Regions from separate parts of the Mus musculus genome. Here region 2 is linked to region 1. Evidence: chromatin contacts called from public promoter capture Hi-C data. All regions are on one chromosome and are shown on one strand. Each heading gives the region's core, a stretch centred on a gene start, on an enhancer-like site or on the middle of the called end of the contact. The rest is flanking DNA. Distances are from core to core; before and after follow the strand shown.

What was found. Promoter capture Hi-C pulls out the DNA fragments that hold promoters and counts their contacts.
Region 2: a promoter capture Hi-C map of stem cell-derived epiblast-like cells shows a contact between it and region 1, with 2.4 times the contacts expected there. The contact joins the promoter of Pomk here to the promoter of Star in region 1. A contact is called at or near these places in 24 of 39 promoter capture datasets (3T3-L1-derived adipocytes, the C10 cell line, the HPC-7 cell line and 15 more), 3 of 15 datasets of contacts at CTCF or cohesin (embryonic stem cells and large pre-B cells), 32 of 484 Hi-C or Micro-C datasets (the AML12 cell line, the CH12 cell line, ECoMG myeloid progenitors and 19 more), 26 of 115 datasets of contacts at active chromatin or transcription factors (the SCID.adh cell line, SST interneurons, T-cell acute lymphoblastic leukemia and 17 more) and 5 of 9 other capture datasets (adipose tissue, embryonic stem cells, liver and 2 more).

The regions. Positions count from the first base shown.
Region 1 is chr8:25,805,721-25,810,716 of GRCm38.p6, forward strand. Star (steroidogenic acute regulatory protein) reads left to right here and starts at 2,754. Exons shown (of 7, transcript NM_011485.5): 1 at 2,754-2,912; 2 at 3,736-3,846; 3 at 4,087-4,214. The coding sequence starts at 2,849. RefSeq lists a cis regulatory region at 709-732, promoters at 1,260-2,816, 1,787-2,787, 2,527-2,799, 2,685-2,787 and an enhancer at 2,694-2,728.
Region 2 is chr8:25,991,167-25,996,162 of GRCm38.p6, forward strand. It overlaps Pomk (protein-O-mannose kinase), which reads right to left and starts at 2,955. Exons shown (of 5, transcript NM_029037.4): 1 at 2,921-2,955. Gm31402 (a long non-coding RNA gene) reads left to right here and starts at 2,128. Exons shown (of 2, transcript XR_378826.3): 1 at 2,128-2,397.

The sequences.
Region 1 (4,996 bases), core at 1,504-4,003:
CTCTCCTTTCTTTCTTTCTCTCTCTCTCTCTCTCTCTCTCTCTCTCTCTCTCTCTCGCTCGCTCGCTCGCTCGCTCGCTCGCATTAGGATTGCTGAGCAAGGCGTGGCTCATACCTTTAATCTCAGCATTTACAGAAGCAGAGGCAGGAATGTATCTCTGTAGCGCTCCTTTCTCCCTTACCTCTGTACTGGCAGAGTCGCTCACCTTTGAGTCTATGTGACATGGTGGACAGTGTAGGGTGGTTGAGTACTTAATGATGGAATGCCCTTTTCTGTCGCAAAGCCTTGTTCCCTCTCCTTGTCTGCTCTGTCCATCCAGTCTCCTTCCGTGTAGGCTCTGCTCTTATCAAAAGGTAAAGCCAGATTTGGATACCCAGAATCCAAGGGTATTCCCAGACCTTTCTTGACCTTTCTGCTCAGAGGAACAGCAAGAGTTAAGTAGTCATTGAGCCTGGAGAGGATAAGAGGAGGAGGAAAGTCTTGGCCCTCGGGGAGGTCATCCCACACCCACTTCCTGAGTCAATGGCAGCGTCTGACATCAGCAGCAGCTGGATGTCTCAGCGTTCCAGTCTGCCCACACTACCCCCTCCTTCCTCGAATGCCATAATTCTCCACAGAATGGCAACAGCAAGGCCTTGAATATTATCTGTATGGCCTGTCCCACACAACCCCCTCCCAACTCCCTACCACTTTCCCTGAAGGAGAGCCCACGTGTGTCTGGGGAAGCACGTGTACCAAGCAGTGGGGAGGATGCAGCTAGGCAGCCTGCCAGCCTGCCAGTGCACCCTCAGCCTAGGGAGGAGCAGGCTTCTGTCTTCTCTGGGAGCCTGGGAGCTGGAAGGAACACCAGTGAGGGAGTTTCCTGAACCAAAGGTGTGTGCCCGTGTCCCTTGCTGCTTCCCTAAGTAAGGCCCCAACAGAGGAACAAGAACACTGTCCTCATAGGAACTGAGTGCTGGAGCCAACAAGTTTGAGAGGGAAGTAGTCAGTACCTGTGGGAATTAATCCCAAAGAAAAAGATATGGCAGACCATGTCTATAGGCAGGAAAATCAGAATTTCATGGCTTGTCTGAGATACCTAGCAAGTTCAAGGACAGACCAGGTTAGACTTTTTTTTTAAAGAATTATTTATTTTATGAGTACACCGTACTTCAGACACAGCAGAAGAGGGCATCAGATCCCATTACAGATGGATGTAAGCTACCATCTGGTTGCTGGGAATTGCACTCAGGACCTCTGAAAGAGCAGTCAGTGGACTTAACTGCTGAGTCATCTCTCCAGCCCAACACGTTTGTCTTAATCCCACAAAAGAGGCAAGAACTAGGTTACGCCTCTCCAGTGGACACTGATTGGGAGGGTGTGCACTAGGGGGACAAGCTACTAGAAACCTGTAATGGACAAAGTGAGCCCTGGCACAAGAGTAGGCCTTTGGGATTAGACCTTGGAGCCTTAGATGCCTCATGACAGTAGCTCCCACAAGGCCTCTCATACAAACTCAACAGGACAGAAATGTAGGCTGTATCCATATATAACCATTTATCCAGTTGCCTTGAAGGAGTCTTGTCCTGCCTTGGGACAGTAATGACAAGGTTCAAAAGTATCCTGCTGGCGGCAGGGTCTGGTGCAGAGCAAATCTAATGAGACTTTACTGATGACATTCATGACATATGAATTTGGTTTAAAAGTAGCCTCAAAGGTACTTGGAAAGAAGAGATCTTGGCAGGGCAGGGCTGGGTGGTAGAGCTTTTCCCTGCCTGGTGTGTCTGGGAGCAACTGAGGCAATTAATTCTAAGGTTCCCTGGATCTGCCCAGTACCACAGGGATCACATACCTGCAGGGACTGACAACAGTCAATGTCCAAATGATTTGTGTTTCTCACCTTTGTGCACAGGTCAGGACCTGTAGCAGGGCAGGCCAGCCTTAGCTGCATGAGGAAAGGGTGAGCTTGCAGGGTGGAACCCAGGCCTAAGTTACTCTCTGCCTTGAGAGCTTACTGGGTGGGTCATCTCATTTCCAGAGAGTTCCCAGAATGAGAAGTTAGAGTGGAGTTGGTATCAATGGGTGAGCAAATAAATGAAAACTGAACACATGGGGTGCTCAGGAGGCCCCACATAGAAGGAACCAAGGCCAGCTAGAGGACTTGAGCTATTGTCCTATATTGCCCTAGCCCTGACACTGGCATCCTGTTTGTCTTTGAGCCAGCCATTGATACCCTCCAGACCTGATGGACGGTCTTGCAGGTTTTGTTTGTTTGTTTGTCTGTTTGTTTGTTCTTTTGAGACAGGGTCATTCTGTGTAGCCCTTGTTGTCCTAAACCTTACTATATAGACCAGGCTGGGCTTGAACTCACCAGAGATCTACTTGCCTCTGCCAGGGAGAGTATGTGCCACCATGCCTACCTCTGGTCTTGTTGCAAGAACTCACTCTTTGACTCTTTTACCCTGGCTCCCTCTCTTGGCCAGAGCTTCTATATACTTTTTGATGCACCTCAGTTACTGGGCATTTAAGCGGAGGACAGGGCTTGAAGTCTACATTTACAACTTTAGAGAAGCTATATATACATATCCTCTGCCCCATCTCCGTGACCCCTGCTTTCCCCTACCTGCAGAGTCTGGTCCTCCCTTTACACAGTCTGCTCCCTCCCACCTTGGCCAGCACTGCAGGATGAGGCAATCATTCCATCCTTGACCCTCTGCACAATGACTGATGACTTTTTTATCTCAAGTGATGATGCACAGCCTTCCACGGGAAGCATTTAAGGCAGCGCACTTGATCTGCGCCACAGCTGCAGGACTCAGGACCTTGAAAGGCTCAGGAAGAACAACCCTTGAGCACCTCAGCACTCAGCATGTTCCTCGCTACGTTCAAGCTGTGTGCTGGAAGCTCCTATAGACATATGCGGAATATGAAAGGTGAGTCTGGGTTGGGGAGGAGGGATGAGAGCTTGCCAAAAGCCTGTAGGCAACATAGTTTTGTGGGAAAGCTCTTGGGCAGGGGAATAGGCCACCTCAGCTTCGATCCCAGCTATGCCTCTTAACTGGGGGAGCCTGGGTAAAGCCCTTCTTCTCTGGACCTCAGGTTTTCACCTAAAAAATTGGCCTGGCTACTAAGGTGCCACCTCTCATCCAAATTCTGTAATTTCTAGTTTCTACTCTAAGGCCCTAGTTGTTCTGGAGCTAGTACTGATGTTGCCTCCCTTCACGAGTGGATTAAGTCTGTACCAAGGGTCCCAGGCAAGTCTTTGCCATAGTGGTAGAGAAATACAGAAGCTAGTCCTTACTCTAAGCAGTGCCTGGCAAGTCCGAGACACTGTCTGGGAAGAAGAGCAGAAGACAGGAGAGTTGAGCAGCAGAAGTACAAGGCAAAGGATGGTGGGGGTGACTCTTGTCCCTGGGTAGCTGGTTGTCCCTTGGTAGGGCAACCCTCAGGAGACGGAGTACATCCTACTCAATATCCAGGGGCTACCCAAGCGGCCCAGGGAAACTTCTGTGGCCAGGTAGGGCCAGGTCTGACCAGCCCACCCCTATTTTCCATGATGGAAAAGAGATCTGGGCCCTGGAAGTTCGAGAGAAAGTTTAACACTGAACTTGAGAGTTAGAGATGTGGCTGGAGTTTGAGTCCCTGCTGGGATCTGTGTCCCTGGGCCGGTTTGCTCATCTGTGATGAGTGGACAGAACTGTCCCTCTCCCAGAGATTGCCTAGCTACTTGACAAATGTTTCTTTCCCTCCCTGCAGGATTAAGGCACCAAGCTGTGCTGGCCATTGGCCAAGAGCTCAACTGGAGAGCACTGGGGGATTCCAGTCCCGGGTGGATGGGTCAAGTTCGACGTCGGAGCTCTCTGCTTGGTAAATAAATATTGGGGCTTTCTGAGCTTCTGCCAGTGATGGGTCTTAGGGTGCATGAGGCCTGTCCCCTACCTGTAGTTACCTAACTCCTGTGTCTACCTTGACCTGCAAGCAGAGCCCTATGGCTATGATCGTGTCTCTTCTGAAGGCTGAACACATTCAGAGGGCAGAGGGATGAGAGCTGTGGATTGGCTAGGACCATTGTACCCACGTTTTCTTTTTCCTTGGCTATGTATGCAGGTTCTCAACTGGAAGCAACACTCTATAGTGACCAGGAGCTGTCCTACATCCAGCAGGGAGAGGTGGCTATGCAGAAGGCCTTGGGCATACTCAACAACCAGGAAGGCTGGAAGAAGGAAAGCCAGCAGGTAAGTAAAGGCAGCTGTGAGAAGCCTGCAGTTACTGATGGTCCCACTACCATGCTCAAAGCCTGCCGGGATTCCCACTGCATTCACAATTGATAAACAGTCAAAAAGTTTTGGTCTGAGAACTCTCCTAAGAATATATCATCAGGTGGGGTGAGGGTGCATACCTTTTTCATCTCAGCACTCAGGAGACTGAGGCATGTGGACGTCTGGGAGTATACGGCTAGCCTGGTTTATGTAGCAAGTTCCAGGCTAGCCAGGCCCGCATAGTAATACCCTTCCTCAAAACAAGCAAACCAATGAATGTGTTCTCAGATAACCTTTCCTCCTGAAGACTAACTGAGAAACATTATTCCTGTTTTTTAACTACTCTCTGAATGCTGTAAACTCATCCAGTAAAAAATCTGATCTCATCCTGACACACAGAAGCAAAACCTACGTTAAAACCAGTAGCTCTATTATTAGATCTACTCTGGTGGCCTTATCTTCAACAACAGTTTACACACTGTCCATTACCCCAAGTTCAGATGAAACATCTCGTTGCTCCAGCTCCTACAGTAACGGAGATAAGACACTAATAGGATCTGATCCACTGATCCACTGATCCGGGATCCAGGCTTAGCAGTGTATCTGTGCTGAGCGTCTTGGGCAGATCACTGAAACCTTCAGGCCCCAGGTTCTTCCAAAGTGAGTCAACTAATCAAAAAGCCCAGCCTTCTCTTTATCTAGTTAGCTGCTGTAGACCAGTCCGTCCTTCAGGTCATTTCAGTTGGACCTACCCATAC
Region 2 (4,996 bases), core at 1,705-4,204, 190 kb after region 1:
CGGGAAATACAAGCATTCAATAGTCCCACTGTGTCCCGAGGAACACACACGTCTAAATGCGTTCTACTGGCTGGTTTCATGTGTCAACTTGACACAGCTGGAGTTATCACAGAGAAAGGAGCTTCAGGTGAGGAAATGCCTCCATGAGATCCAACTATAAGGCATTTTCTCAATTAGTGATCAAGGGGGAAAGGCCCCTTGTGGGTGGGACCATCTCTGGGCTGGTAATCTTGGGTTCTATAAGAGAGCAGGCTGAGCAAGCCAGGGGAAGCAAGCCAGTAAAGAACATCCCTCCATGGCCTCTGCATCAGCTCCTGCTCTCTGACCTGCTTGAGTTCCAGTCCTAACTTCTTTCAGTGATGAACAGCAATGTGGAAATGTAAGCTGAATAAACCCTTTCCTCCCCAACTGCTTCTTGGTCATGATGTTTGTGCAGGAATAGAAACCCTGACTAAGACATGCATGGATGAGTCCTGAGTGACTAGGGATGTAGATAGTTGTGCTTAGCATATTCTACGATGCGGTGCCCTGGAGAATACCAACGGGAACATAAACTCCTGGAACCCAGTCTTGGCTGGCTTACCTCTCTACACGCACGCATGCATGCTATGGGCCACACTCCAGCCCCCATCTACTCCTAGGTGTTCAAAGAAACCCTTTGGGAGCTGTGTAGGCCTTTCCCTTCTAGATTATGTGCTCCTTGATGTCTGTCTCCTGTTCTGTTTGGTTTCCCACTGTCTGCAGTGCCTCGAACAGCAGGGACTTGAATGTACCAACTCCTCACGCCCCCCCCCCCCCCCGCGTCTCTTCTTCAGTTCTCTGTGGGATCCGACCTGTAACGCCTCTCATCCACCCATTTCTTCTTGCACCCGGTGTCGCCACACCAACACCATGGTTACATCTTCCCAGTGTCAAGTCTCAACCTAACCTCCCCCTCATCTTACCTGGCCACTGGGTGAATGCAAGCTTCATGCAGCCTAGAGCTCATACCGTTTTAGGAAGGAAAGGATGCTCCCCAAGAAAACAACACAAGGCAGACTGGGCAGATTGCTCAATGGGTAGTGAGGACCCCAGAATCCCAAAGAAGCCAGATGTACTGTAATCCCACTGGTGGCGGATAGTCGAAAAGCTGCTGGACCAGCTAGCCAGACACATGGCGGGACACCACAAAGTGACACCGTCTCAAACAAGGCAGGAGGCCAAGAGCCACACCCATGTTGCACTCTGACCTCCACATGTACACCATGACACACGTGTGAAACACGCACATAGGCACACACACTTTTGAATGTAAAATTGTCAGCCCCTTTCCAGGGTTTTTGCAAGGGATTTGTGGCAGCACACAGAAACTGTCTTTATTGGGGGCTGGAGAGGTGGCTCAGCGGTTAAGAGCACTGATTGCTCTTCCGAAGGTCCTGAGTTCAAATCCCAGTAACCACATGGTGGCTCACAACCATCTGTAATGAGATCTGACTCCCTCTTCTGGTGTGTCTGAAACAGCTACAGTGTACTTACAATCTTAAAAAAAAAAAAAAAATTCTCACCCACTACTCATACTCCAGTACCATATATGCATGTTCAGTCCCCTATGGTCTGGGTGAGCATCCTCCAAAGGCCCATTCATTAAAGACTTGGTCTCCAGCTGTTGGCACTACCAGACAGCAGCAGAACCTCGAGGAGGCAGAGTCTGCTACAAGGAAGCTTCTGTCAGTAACACGTGACCTAGAAGGAGACACTGGGCCCTCAGCCTGTGTCTCTGTGCTTCCAGGATGCCAGGAAGTAAGATGACCTCTCCCATCATGGTCTTCCCCTCTTCAATTTTCTCTTCCACCGCTCTCTCCCGCCACGACGAGCATAATGACCACAGGCCATAAGCAAAGAATCCCACGGCTGAGCCCAAGAAAATCCTTCCCCTTTAAAAGCTGACCATAGCAAGAAAGGCCAGCAACACTGACAAAATGCTGCAGGAACCCAGAATTCATATTTTTCAATCTACTTATTTTATACACAGGAGTGTTCGCTTGCATGCACACTGTACAATATGTGCTATGTGTGCCTGGTGCCGAGGGAGGTCAGAATACAGTGCTGGATTCCCTGAAACGGAAATTATGGACAGTGGGGAGCTATTAGGGAATTGAACCCAGGTCCTCTGCAACGAGTGCTGTTAGCCACTAGCCATCTCTCCAGCCTTAGAATCCATACTATCAGATCTATGCGGAACCCTCTTTGCTTGGCAATCGATTAACACACCTGTTTCTTGTGGACCGCCCAGGCAGCCCAGAGCTTAAAGAAGTGAGTATGTGTGGTCGGCAGAGCGGGAACTTCCGGCACTGTTTAAACACCAAGGCTATTTGATAACGGTGAAAAAGGACCAGCTGCTGTATGTCGACTGCTTAGGTTAGTCAAGGGAAATAAGTCAACTAAATGAATTGCCAATATGCAGAATATTTTACACAATTCGAGAAGGAGCTGGTGTCACCCAATTCAGACTAAATTTCATTTCCCGATAACTATTTAAACAGTCTGGATGTTATTTAGTTTGGACAGGCGAAGGTGGGGGCGGGGGGCATCAAATTTACTAAAGGTCTAAAACTGGTTTTTAACAAAGAGGGGGAGAGAAAGCGAGAGCATGGCGGACAGCCTCCGCTCACATGGTTCAATAGCAGCTCCCGGTGCATGGTACTGGGATACCATGGATACCGGGAGAGGGGTTGCGTGGTGAGCATCCAAAGGGAATGCATGGTGCACCCGGAGGAGGGGTGCGCGGTAAGCACGGGAGGAGCCAGCACCAGTACCCGGTTTAGTTTTCATGATCCCCATGAGAGGATCCACTTTGGGATTGGGTCCGGGGGCTCAGGAGGGTCAGGCTTGGAAAGGCCCCACAGAACCCTGTCCCGCTTCACTACGCCCCGGAGCCTACCTGGCGACCACCAAATCCGGCTCGCATTCCAGGACGCCTGCGCGGCCGGAAGCGGTCGGAGACGAGCGTGAGGCTGCCTCCTGGTGGCCGCCTCTTGCCTTACAGTGGACGCCCGCGCCAGCGTAGGCGCGGTCATCCATACCCTGGTCCTCATTTCCTCTAGCCAAACTGGTGAAGGCCAGGCTGCAACAGCAAGGTTGAGCCTGGGACTGGGGACCTCAGAGGGGCTGCTTCCTGATCTACAGCTCTACACTCTCTGCAAAGCGGTGGCTGCCAAAGAGTGATCCTCAGAAAAGCAACACGAGCAAATCGCAGAGTGAGGCTCAGTGCACTGATAATGCCTCTGGCTTTGAAAACTATGTGACTTTGGAGCTTTGGCCTGAGACGCCAAGCTGCGCGTCACAGATTTCAGGGCCAAACCTCAAGTCATGCGAAGGCTGGAAGGTCTCAGCGTGCTACACTAGTATTAGTACTGGAAGTGAAATGGGAGGGGTAAGGTTGGGAAATGGAAAATCAGACATATCATCTACTTCTAAACTGATTTATTTTCCAGATTTGAAATCAAAACATACAGTGTGTGGGTAAAAACAAAAACCATCTATGTTTATTATCCAAACTCTAAGCATGCTAAAGAACCCAGAATCTTGATCTAGGAAGCACTAGAGGAACCGACAAAACTCCCTTCAAAGAATCCCTGTAAGCAACTTTTGCTTCTCAGACTGACAAATGCGTTTGTGTGTGGTGTGCCAGAGAACTCAAAGGCCAGGAGTGATAGATAGACTTGCTGGTAATTGTGGTCCCCCAGATACCAATGCTATATGAACTAAACTCAGGTTCTGTGGGGCCATCTCTCCAGCACCAGGGCTATTTATAGTAGAAAATATACCTGGATGTATAACAGCAAGTATTTCAGAAATAAATTATAGGCATTATATAAAAAACACCATTAAGAACACTGTTTAATGAATAGTTTCAGTTTGTGAAGCTTTAAAACTTCTGGTGATGATGGAGGTAATGGTTGTAAAATAATGTGAATATATTGGATGCCACTGAAATAAACACTTAAAAATGACTCAGATACGGGCTGGAGAGACCCCCTCAGTAGGTAAGAGCATTGGTTGCTCTTCCAGAGAACCTGGGTTCCTGGCATCCACTTGGCAGCTCACAACCACCTGTAACTGAGTTCTAGAGGATTAGACCTCCTCCGCTTCTGCCCTCTGAGGGCACTGCACACACGTGGTGCTCAGACATATAAGCACGCAGAACACCCAGCCACATAAAATAAATTCCAAAGCAACCTGTTACAAAAGGACTAAAATCAGGAGGTGTGTTATATAGAGTTTGCTATAATAAGTGATGATGCTGCAGGGGGCCACAGAGATGGCCAGCAGGTCAGCGTGCTTGCCACCAAGCCTGACCATCTAAGTTCAGTTTCCTAGGACCCCTCCTAGGGGAGGGGAGAAGGATTCTCACCATGTCATCCTTAGATCTCCAAATGCACACGCATGGACACACACACACCAAATAAACGTGACATTAGGTGATGCTGTGATGATGCATCCTGACATGAAGAGCTATTCATGGCACATGGATGTAGTGCTTTTGATGCTAAGCATCCCGCATAGGTCCACGTGGTCCTCTGCGGGGCAGGCTGCTTTGGAAGTGGAGCCCTGTTAGAGGATGCGATTCCTTAACAGGCCTTACTTCCTGTTCACGCTCTGTTTCCTGGGTCTGAGTGCCAATCTCCCATGGGGCAGCCATCAAATCACTCACTGTCTGCTGCTGTATCCGTCTTGAAATGATAGCCTGTGTGCCCTTGGCATAATGAAACAAAGTAACAAGTTGCTTTTGTCAGAGAATTTGATTACAAGGTGAAAGTTAACTAAGACAATGGCTAAGGGTGGGAAACAATCCCATGCTTTAAAAATGTTTTTAATGTTGTGGCACCTGGATCGACTCCAGGAGCCCATGCTATCCTCACACCCCGGAAGCCAATAAAACAGTGATTTCAACAAAAGATGGGGAGGGGACTTCCGAGAAAGATGGGAAACTTCCATAAAGCACAGCTTCAAAATC